Linked DNA regions of Mus musculus: region 2 is linked to region 1. The links are chromatin contacts, called in public capture Hi-C maps. All regions are on one chromosome and are shown on one strand. Each heading gives the region's core, a stretch centred on a gene start, on an enhancer-like site or on the middle of the called end of the contact. The rest is flanking DNA. Distances are from core to core; before and after follow the strand shown.

What was found. Capture Hi-C pulls out chosen DNA fragments and counts their contacts.
Region 2: a capture Hi-C map of macrophages shows a contact between it and region 1, with 2.4 times the contacts expected there. The contact joins the promoter of Aldh6a1 here to the promoter of Acot1 in region 1. A contact is called at or near these places in 1 of 115 datasets of contacts at active chromatin or transcription factors (pancreatic cancer cells) and 2 of 9 other capture datasets (macrophages and pancreatic islet).

What each region holds. Positions count from the first base shown.
Region 1 is chr12:84,006,726-84,011,842 of GRCm38.p6, forward strand. Acot1 (acyl-CoA thioesterase 1) reads left to right here and starts at 2,777. Exons shown (of 3, transcript NM_012006.2): 1 at 2,777-3,241. The coding sequence starts at 2,785.
Region 2 is chr12:84,449,533-84,454,205 of GRCm38.p6, forward strand. Aldh6a1 (aldehyde dehydrogenase family 6, subfamily A1) reads right to left here and starts at 1,492. Exons shown (of 12, transcript NM_134042.3): 1 at 1,357-1,492. The coding sequence starts at 1,407. Lin52 (lin-52 homolog (C. elegans)) reads left to right here and starts at 1,976. Exons shown (of 6, transcript NM_173756.4): 1 at 1,976-2,011. The coding sequence starts at 1,981.

The DNA of each region.
Region 1 (5,117 bases), core at 1,527-4,026:
TGTGGTTAGGACCACAGATTTCAACCTAACCTCTTCAGTTACCGCTGGAGCTCCCAGTCTGGTCTCCATATTTCTACAACAGAGGTTGTCTCACTTGGCAGGCAGTGATTTACCCTAACATTTAGCCTCAAGAAATTTCAACCCTCTGCCAGCTATGGTGGTATAGCCCTATAATGCCAGCTATGGTGGGATAGTCCTATAATGCCAGCTATGGTGGGATAGCCCTATAATGCCAGCTATGGTGGGATAGTCCTATAATGCCAGCTATGGTGGGATAGCCCTATAATGCCAGCTATGGTGGGATAGCCCTATAATGCCAGCTATGGTGATATAGCCCTATAATGCCAGCTATGGTGGGATAACCCTATAATGCCAGCTATGGTGGGATAGCCCTGCAATCTCAGTATGTGGAGAGCAGGGGTTTGGAGGATCTAGTCTAAGGTTGTGAATGCATGCCCAACTTGGCAGCCCCAGTTAAATGAGAGAGATAAGAGAGATATTAATTTCAATTGTTCTCTCATTTATCATATCTGGCCAAGGGAGAGATAATCAAGTGTCTTAACCACAGTTCAGTTCGGAGATGGGGTGACCCAGATGTCACAATTTTTATACTTCAACATTTCCATATTGAACTCAGAACTGAAAGCCAGTGTCATTCATCTTGGATAAATTCAGGGGACTTCAGGGGCAAAAAAATCTGTAGGTAGTGAATGTCCTTAATTTAGGATAGCCAGAGAAATTAAGTGCTAGATCAGGGAAAGGATTTTATCTTTCCATGAAATCCTTACCGGAAAGGGGACAGAAAATAGTGCTTCAGTTTAATCCTGGAGACAGGTCATATATCTGGGTATTGGGCTCAGCCTACTTCTAGTCAGTGAAAACACTGGAATTTCTATCGTTTTACTGACCTCTCACGGGCATGGAGAATCTTCAGTGGCAACTGATTTCCTTATAGATATTGTACTCTTGACACTGGGCCTGAGAAGTAACTACATGTTCCAGGCTTTAAGATTAGAGCCTCGAAGTGTGAACTTGTGTTCAGTAGCCAGTCCCAGGCCATCGCCTTGGGTCCTTTTCCCTCTCGCACTAGAGAGTCATCTGTATGTCTCTTCACACCGTCTGGGGCATGATGGGAGGGGCAGAGAATCCGCTTTGTGCATTCTGCCTGCGCATTTCAATCTCTGTGTTGGGGTTTGGGGAGGCAGGAGCATTGTGTTTTCAAGCTCAGTGGCCCCCGAATGAGAGGCTACAGTTTCTTAGAAATGAAAGGAAATAAAACTTGAGACCTGTGATTCATGTAATGTATGTCAAATAGCCCAAAGAGTTGTTTGTGAGCTTTGAAACCTGGGGCTGAGAACATAGCAGAACAGACCAGGACATGCCGGGGCAGGCCCATCTCCCACCCCTCTGACCTAAGTTAAATGTTACAGGCTGCTGATGTTTAAATGGACCAATCATGTGAAACCGTGCCAATTCCTCCCCCAGCCCCACTCCTTTTCTATAAAAACCCCTAGCTTCCAAGCCTCGTGGTCGAATCCACTGTCTCCTGTGTGAGATATGTTTCGACCCGAAGCTCCGCCATTAAAATACCTCGTGTTGTTACATCAAGGTGTTGTGTTCTATTCGTGATTCTTGGGTGCACGCCGAATCGGGAGCTGAGTGGGGGTTTCCCCACAAGGTTCTTTTAGAAACAGGTACTCCAAATACCTGCAGCAGTTGCTTCATTCGCAGGAATGGGGAGAAAGGTCACTAAAACCTGAACCTGCAGAGCTGGGTTCAGCCAAGAAGAGGCACTGACTGGCAAGACACCACCACCAATGAAGAGTGAAATCAAGGGTATTCAGTCAACCTAACGCCTGCATTCTACACTTGTCTCTGGTTCACAAAGCTGCAGTTCCTGTCTGGAAGCCCTCTTCCCTTTAGGTCGGAGGACACAGTTCTGCAACAAATACTGTTGGTGTTTCTTTTTGTTCACAATCTTCCCGCACCTCTGTAAAAGAAAAACCCAAGAAAGAACAAACGAACAAACAAACAATCATGTAGTCCCTTTGTGAAGGGACTCCTGTCGCCCAGTTTGCGTGGACCACTTACTTCTGGTTAGAACTCAGATCTACAGACCCCCGGTGTTAGAAATCCAAACTGACTAGGACAGCAGTTAGATGTGTGAGCTAGGGGGTTAAGCGATGGGGTGTGTGTGGGGGGGGGGGGTGGGGGACTGGAGAGGACCGGACACTCCTCCCTCAAGTGAAGACCAGACTACCAGCAGTACATCCTTTTCTTTTTTAATAGCCCCAGCAGGCCTTTCAGATAAGGGAAACACCAGAAAATTGTGTGCTTTTGTAAAAGTCGTCAATATCCCAGAAGCACAAACTGCACCCAGTTCTTTAGATTCCGTAAACACTAAGCCATCCTGGAAAGAGAGATAGAGACCAAGAATTCGAGGGAAATTCTTGGTCAAAGACTGCCGGCTAAGAAGGAACCAGGCCAAGTGTGTCTCTTGGGAACCCTCTGAATTTCAACGAGGAACTGTAGCTTCTATTCTTTTCAGCTTTGGCTGTCATTGTGCTTTGATTTAGACACTTTGTGGACTCTCCAGCAGGTTCTTTGTTCTTAGCAAACATTCTTCCTTTCAATTGCGAAACCAGGATTTGCACAAAGAAGTCTCACAACTCTTAGGAGGTGTCTGTCTGAGGCCAACCAATGGGACTGCAGCGAGTGGTCCCGCCCGCAACTACTAACTACTCCAGGAGCCCAGGCCACCCTCCTCTTCCAGTCCAGCTCGAGATGGAGGCGACGCTGAACCTTGAGCCCTCGGGCCGCAGCTGCTGGGACGAACCGCTGAGCATCGCCGTGCGCGGCCTGGCCCCGGAGCAGCCCGTCACGCTGCGCTCTGTCCTGCGCGACGAGAAGGGCGCGCTCTTCCGAGCCCACGCGCGCTACCGCGCGGACTCCCACGGCGAGCTGGACCTGGCGCGCACGCCCGCGCTGGGCGGCAGCTTCTCGGGGCTCGAGCCCATGGGGCTGCTCTGGGCCATGGAGCCCGATCGGCCTTTTTGGCGATTGGTCAAGCGCGACGTGCAGACGCCCTTCGTGGTGGAGCTGGAGGTGCTGGACGGACACGAGCCCGACGGCGGGCAGCGGCTTGCACATGCGGTGCACGAGCGTCACTTCTTGGCTCCGGGGGTGCGGCGCGTGCCCGTACGAGAGGGCCGGGTGCGCGCCACGCTCTTCCTGCCCCCAGGTGAGCAGCCCTCCACATTCCCTTTGCTCAAAGTTCCCTTGTGGGTTTTTTTGTTTTTTTGTTTTTTGTTTTTTGTTTTTTTTTGAGACAGGGTTTCTCTGTATAGCCCTGGCTGCCCTGGAACTCACTCTAGACCAGGCTGGCCTCGAACTCAGAAGTGAAGAAAAGGGTAGCTCCAAAAGATCTAGGACTCGGTGGGAAGGAGACAGGATTGGACTGGAAGGAGCCTGTTATGGTGATGCTGTTTGCCTGAAGCTGGTCCTTCAATTCCGCTGCTAAGTTACAAGACTAATGCCACTAGTAAGTTTTAAGGAAAGGGACAAGACCCTTGTAACAATAAAATGAAAAGTAGCAGTTATACACCCGGTGTGGTTGGTGGACAACCTTTGATCCCAGTACTGGGGAGGCAGAGTTACTGGGATCTCTGAGTACCAAGCCAGCTACAGAGTGTGTTCTGGGACAAACAGGACTAACTAAAAATCAAACAAACAAACAAAAAATCCTATCTCCAAATCAATAGCCATCTTTAAATATTTTTTTAAATGTTAATCCATTTTGAACTGTGCAGAAGGTTGGGACACCAAAGCAAAAGGCTGCCTTGACATCGGAGCCCCAAGCCAGTCTGGTCAACAAAGCAAAACCCCTTTTCAAAACAGGGGTCGTTTCTTCCTTCTGCAGTTTTTCTTTCCATTGCACTCTAAGACTTACATAGACTAGGAGGGAGGCCTTTCCTGTAGACCAGCAATAGGAGATTGTTTTGCCTCTTTAATAACCAAAGACAAGTGCAAAAGCAACATGCAAAACTAAACTACAGAGCCAGGCAGTGGTGGCGCATGCCTTTAATCCCAGTACTTGGGAGGCAGAGGCCAGCAGATTTCTGAGTTCGAGGCCAGCCTGGTCTACAGAGTGAGTTCCAGGACAGCCAGGGCTACACAGAGAAACCATGTCTTGAAAAATCAAAAACAAACAAACAAAACAAAAACCCTAAACTATAGGATATATTGTGCAGCTTCAAGAGTGACAAAACTTTCAAAGCCTGCCATTTCCAACTAATGTCAATTTTGCTTGGAGGAAATGCCACTCAACACACCGCTAGAGAGAGTGGAAGTGTTTTTTCAGTTACTCTGGGAAGAATTAAGTTTTTAGCTAGGTAGATGAATATGTAATTCTGCCCTATTTTGTGACATGTCTGCCCCAGAAAGTACATTGCTTAAAAATAGTCCAAACGCCCCCACTATTGGAGCTATGAATAAATCGAGTTGAATCTCTAGAAGTCGGAGTAATTGACCCACAGCTGCCTGAATCTTTTGCTCAACCTAAGCTGAGATCACAGGGAAGCAAGCTCTGCAATCGCTGGTCATTCCCCTAGTGTTCACCAGCAGAGAGCCACAGCAGTGGGCAAAAGCAGCAATTGGTGGCATCCTCTAGTGTCACTGTCAGGAAGGTCTTGGGCATCAGGTCCCTTCACTTCTGGCCAATGTTATATCCGTAAGTCTAAGACCCTCGATAGAACTGGCAGCTGTCTGGAGTCTTCTGGTGACCAGCACTCCGGAGCTTCGAGCTTTCAGTCTTCTTTAGCGTCGACTCCCTACTCTCTCTTGCCATCTCCTTATTTCCACTTTTATTCTTTCCCTGGCTCTGCTTAAATCATTGGTTGTTTCTTCATCCGGCTGTCTGAACTCTTTCACAGCCCAGTGACTGTTGCCATGACAACTTGGGAAGCCTGCCCTTTGCCAGGGCTATGCTCAGAGGAGGAGTTGCAGGCTGACACCGTGCCAGTTGCTTGGAAGCTGAGATATCCATTCAGGAACTGGGTGCCAGGTGCTGGGCACACACCACCTCACAGGACTGCTGAGGGGCGAGAGCAGCAGCCTAC
Region 2 (4,673 bases), core at 242-2,741, 440 kb after region 1:
TTTTATGCAAAAGACAAAATACCTCAGGATTTTCATTGACTCATGGTGATGGGGTAATGACGAGAGGGGAGAGATTTTTTTTTTATATATATAAAGGATTTTAAGAGGTTGGGAATAGAAAACCTAGAGAGGAAATGCTCTATCTGTTACTAGGAAAAGATACCAGAACAGAAGTAGGGGAGTGAGGTCACGCCAACCTCCAAAGACCTCCAGCTCATTCTCTACACTGTCCCATTAAATGACATTCAAACCTGACCCTTTGGGGACTCCACCAAGAATCAAACACATGCACACATTTCTGCAGTAGATCTCCTAAAAACCTGATGAGTAGAAAGAAATTAAAGTTTATATAAAAGTGCAACAGGAGACATTCCTAGGCTGGATGAGTAAGAGATAGTGTCGCTTAATACTGGATTATGAATCTTGCCAGGAACAGAGCAAGTCTTGCCTCAGATTCTAAGTCCATGCTAAGATGCAAACACAGGGAAAAGCTATAATCAAAGCTGGGGATCGCCGGCATACAGCTTCTGGAACTCTACAACTTCCCTTGCGCGGCGTCCGTGGGGTTCCAACTGCAGCCTAGAAGAGGATATGTCGGCACTTGAGAACTGATTTTCGGAAGGTGTCTTCCTAGGCTCTTATTTTCTACCACCTGTCTGGGGGAATGTTTAGTCTTTTGAATGAAGCAGTATTAGCAAAACCACATGCCCTTATTTACCTCCAAAAGTTTAACTTCGCTGAGAAAGTTTAACTTGGCCCAGGGCTTGGGAAAAACACTAAAAGCCAGAATGTTTGTGAAAACTAACAAATGGCTGCCTTTTTGATATGAAAACCTAGGGTACATGTCTAGGAGATTCAAAGTTCCTTCTCTGATCTTAGTTCCATGTCCTTAATGAGCTCCCATCCCCTCTTGCCTCACATAGAGGCTGGATGGGGGGAAGGGACGCTCCTGGCAAAGGAAAGTACTCTATGTACAGCGACCAAAAGGAGGAGTTTCTGGGGCACAGAGGTGGCTGGTACAGAGGTGAAAGAGAGACCGTGGGAGGAACCAAAAAAGAGAAAGCAAGCCAGCATGTGACAGCAAGGACTGAGCTGGACTGGAGGTGGGTGGGTCAAAGCTAAAAAAGAAAAGGCTCAGGAGTAAAGGGGAGTGGGGAGCAGGCGTGACCGTCCGGGGCTGAATCTCGGGGCCAGGCGGTACAGAGTGACAGCCCTGACGCACGGGTCTGGTGGAACACAAGGGGCTGCAAAGAAGGGGCTGGGCCAAGAAGTCTGTCCGGCAGAAGCATGGTTTAGAGACGGGGCGGAAAGGACCCATTTCTAACATCATGGTCCCTCGTCGCCACCCTCACTCGCCTGCAGGATCCGGGACCGCATTGCTGCCGCTGCCGCCACTGCCGCCGCCATGGCTCACCGACTCTGCCCAGCTCGCCTGCGTCTCGGCTGCCAGTGCCTCCCTTGAAGCAACACCGTTAAGCCACGCCCAGAACACGACCGAGCCTCTCCATTGGAGGGAAGGGCCACTTCCTATAACCAATCACTTGTCGGAATCTTTGACTCCACCCATCATTCCCACCCCTGGGAATAGGTGATTGGTCAAAGGTGGAAGCGTTCTGGGCTTCTCTCACTTTATCCTATTTTTGTTGGCGGAAATATGGAGACGCCCCCTCGACTTGGTACTGCATAGTAAGCACACAGGGAAGACGCCCCCTAACCGGGAACTCCGATTGGCTGTAGGTAGGCTCTCTAAGGTCCCGCCCCCTTGCTAAGGAAAGTAAATAAGGTCCTTGAAGAATTTTGCCTGCGTTCCACTTTAACCACTCCGTGGGTGGGGCTGCTGTCTGGGGTGGGACTAGGCAAATGTTACCCTATGAAGTAGGGAAACGAGACCGGGCTGTGAGCTAAGGATAGGTTATCCCTGCTAGGGGCGTGGCTTGCGGATCCTCGCTTTCCCGCCGACGGTTGGTTACGTCACGTGACATGGGCTGGAAGATGGCGTCTCCCACAGACGGTAAGAGCCGGCTTGGAGATTGTTGGCCTGTAGTATCATTATTTGCTTCTCTGGGAACTTCCTCTGTCCTCACCCTTACTCTTTTTTTCTTGCGCCCCTCTCCTTTCTCTCCCACTTTTCTCCTTTGGGGTATGCCGGCTTTTCAGCTAGCAGGTGCCTAGTACCAGGTCTCCTTGCTGTGTACTAGGAAGGAGTCCATCAACCGGAGTCCCTATGGGGGGAAAAAGGACAGAGGTCGCTCCGGCCCATCGGTGATGCTGAGGGTTCAAAAGGAGCTGCTGAGGGGAAAGGGAACTTTCTTTTTGAACAGGCCCATTGGAGTGTTGGTTCTGTTCTCATCTCAGTAGAGCTGGTACGTATGAGTCTCTCAAGCTCTATGGCTGTGAAGTGTGAGTGGTGACTGACATGAGGTCTAGGGTTCATTCCTCTACCGAGCCGGCAGAGAGAGAAGCTTGTCTCCTCAGTTCAGGTCCGTTGCCTTGGCAGCAGGAGGTGCGGGGACCTGGTTTCCTTGCCCTGAGTCCCGAGGGAGTGAAAATTCGGCTTGTTAATGTCGCTTCTCACGCTTCTCAACTCTTCCTTAACTCGTCACCCCTCTACTTTATGTGTTGTTTCCGTAGGCTGAGGGCAGGAGCAATTCTGCTTATTCTGTCTTCTAAGACGCAAGTCATCTCAGTAGACATATAGGTGTTCTTGATATACCCGTATGCTTTTGCTCGCGGTTTTGCTTTAATATTTGGAATTGCTCTTCTGTCATTATTCAGCATCTCAGTTTATATAGTTATTCTGTTAACTTTGCACTTTGCCCGGGCCACACCCAACTATAAATTCCAATTCTGTCTTATTTCATTAATTTAGTCCTAGGGTTTTTTTTTGGGGGGGGGTTGTTTGTTTATTTTTACTATTTATTTATTTATTTTGGTTTTTCGAGACAGGGTTTCTCTGTATAGCCCTGGCTGTCCTGGAACTCACTCTGTAGACCAGGCTGGCCTCGAACTCAGAAATCCGCCTGCCTCTGCCTCCCGAGTGCTGGGATTAAAGGCGTGCACTACCACTGCCCGGCTAATCCTAGGTTTTAGAATAATGCCTGTAAAGGATTTGGCTTTAAGTTAACGTTTATCCAAAAGTAAAACTGGCCTTGGTGTGTGACCTCTAATTCTAGCTTGGGAGATTGAGGCAGGAGGTTTGTTGCTTCAGGCTTGCCTAGGCTGTAGAGGGAATTGTAGGCAAATCGTGTCTAAAATAAAAAGTTGGTTTAGTTTGTTGGTTGTTTTGTTTTTGTTTTTGTTTTTCCTGAGACAAGGTTTCTTGTATAGTCCTGGCTGTCCTGAAACTTGCTCTATAGACAAGGCTGGCTTTGAACTCAGAGCTCTTCCTACCTCTGCCTCCCGAGGCGTGCACCACCATAACACAGCTTAAAATAAAACGTTTTATTTTTAAAAGTAAGGGAGGAGTGACTGGAGAGATGGCTCAGAGATTAAGAGCACTGGTGCTCTTCCAGAAGTCCTGAGTCCAATTCCCAGCAACCCTATAGTGACTCCTGACCATCTACAATGAAATCTGGTGCCCCCGTCTGGTGTGCAGGTGTACATGCAGGCAGAACACTGTGTACATAGTAAATAAATCTTTTTTTAAAATGTGAGGGGGATGCAGGGGGCTGGTGAGATGGCTCAGTAGTTAGGAACACCTGGTGCTTTTGCAAAAGACCTGGATTCTATTCCCAGCATCTACATGGTGACTCATGACTCGATTCCAGTGGATCTGACCGCCATGAACATCAAGCACACATGTACTCCACATATATACCATGAAGACAAGACAGTCATACCATAACTACATCTGAAAATGAACAATAAGAAGTGAGACTGTAGTTCAGCACTAGGGAGTTGTTGATCATGACCAAGACCCTAAGTTCAGTCTTTAGTACTAAAGAGGATGATTAGATTATATTCAAAAGTAAGGATACCAGAGTTTCCTCCTTTCTAATTCTTTCCTTTTTTTGAGATAGGGTCTCACTGTGTAGCCCAGGTTGGCTTCAGACTCACCATCCTCTTGCTTTCCTACCTGTGCCTCCAGTAAAAGTCTGTACCACTATGCCTGGCCTCTTACCAAAGAAGTTGTGTTCACAACAAAAGAGATTCTCTAGCCTGGGTGTTTTTTTGTTTGTTTGTTTGTTTGTTTTTTGTTCTGTTTTGTTTTTGCTAAAACATCCTTTTCTTACTAGCAAAAAAAAAAAAAAGTGTTGGTAAGATTTTTGTTGTCTTTTTAAAAAATTGGGGTTCATCTTGGTGTCTGTGGAGGTCTCCTGGGAGCAGGATTTCTAAAAGCCAGTATCTGGAAGACTGTGGTACAAGGCCAGTTTTTGCTGGATAAGTGAGGTTCTAGAAGCAGAGAGCATCCAGCTCTTCTTCAAATTGAAGGTGCTGGTATCTGAGAGGAGACTTAATTCTACTAAGACAAAGAGATGTGCTTATGTGTATCAGAAAGTAACACAGTGACTCCTGGAGCAGACCAAACAAAAGCAGAGAATTGTGCTGAGAGATAAGTCTTCTGTGGAGAGATAAGTCTCGGCCCTGTAGAAATGGTAGCAGCCATCGTGCAAAGGCCAGAATCCATGGAATGCTACACAAATGTAAACTAACGAAAAGTAAATAAGTCAAAG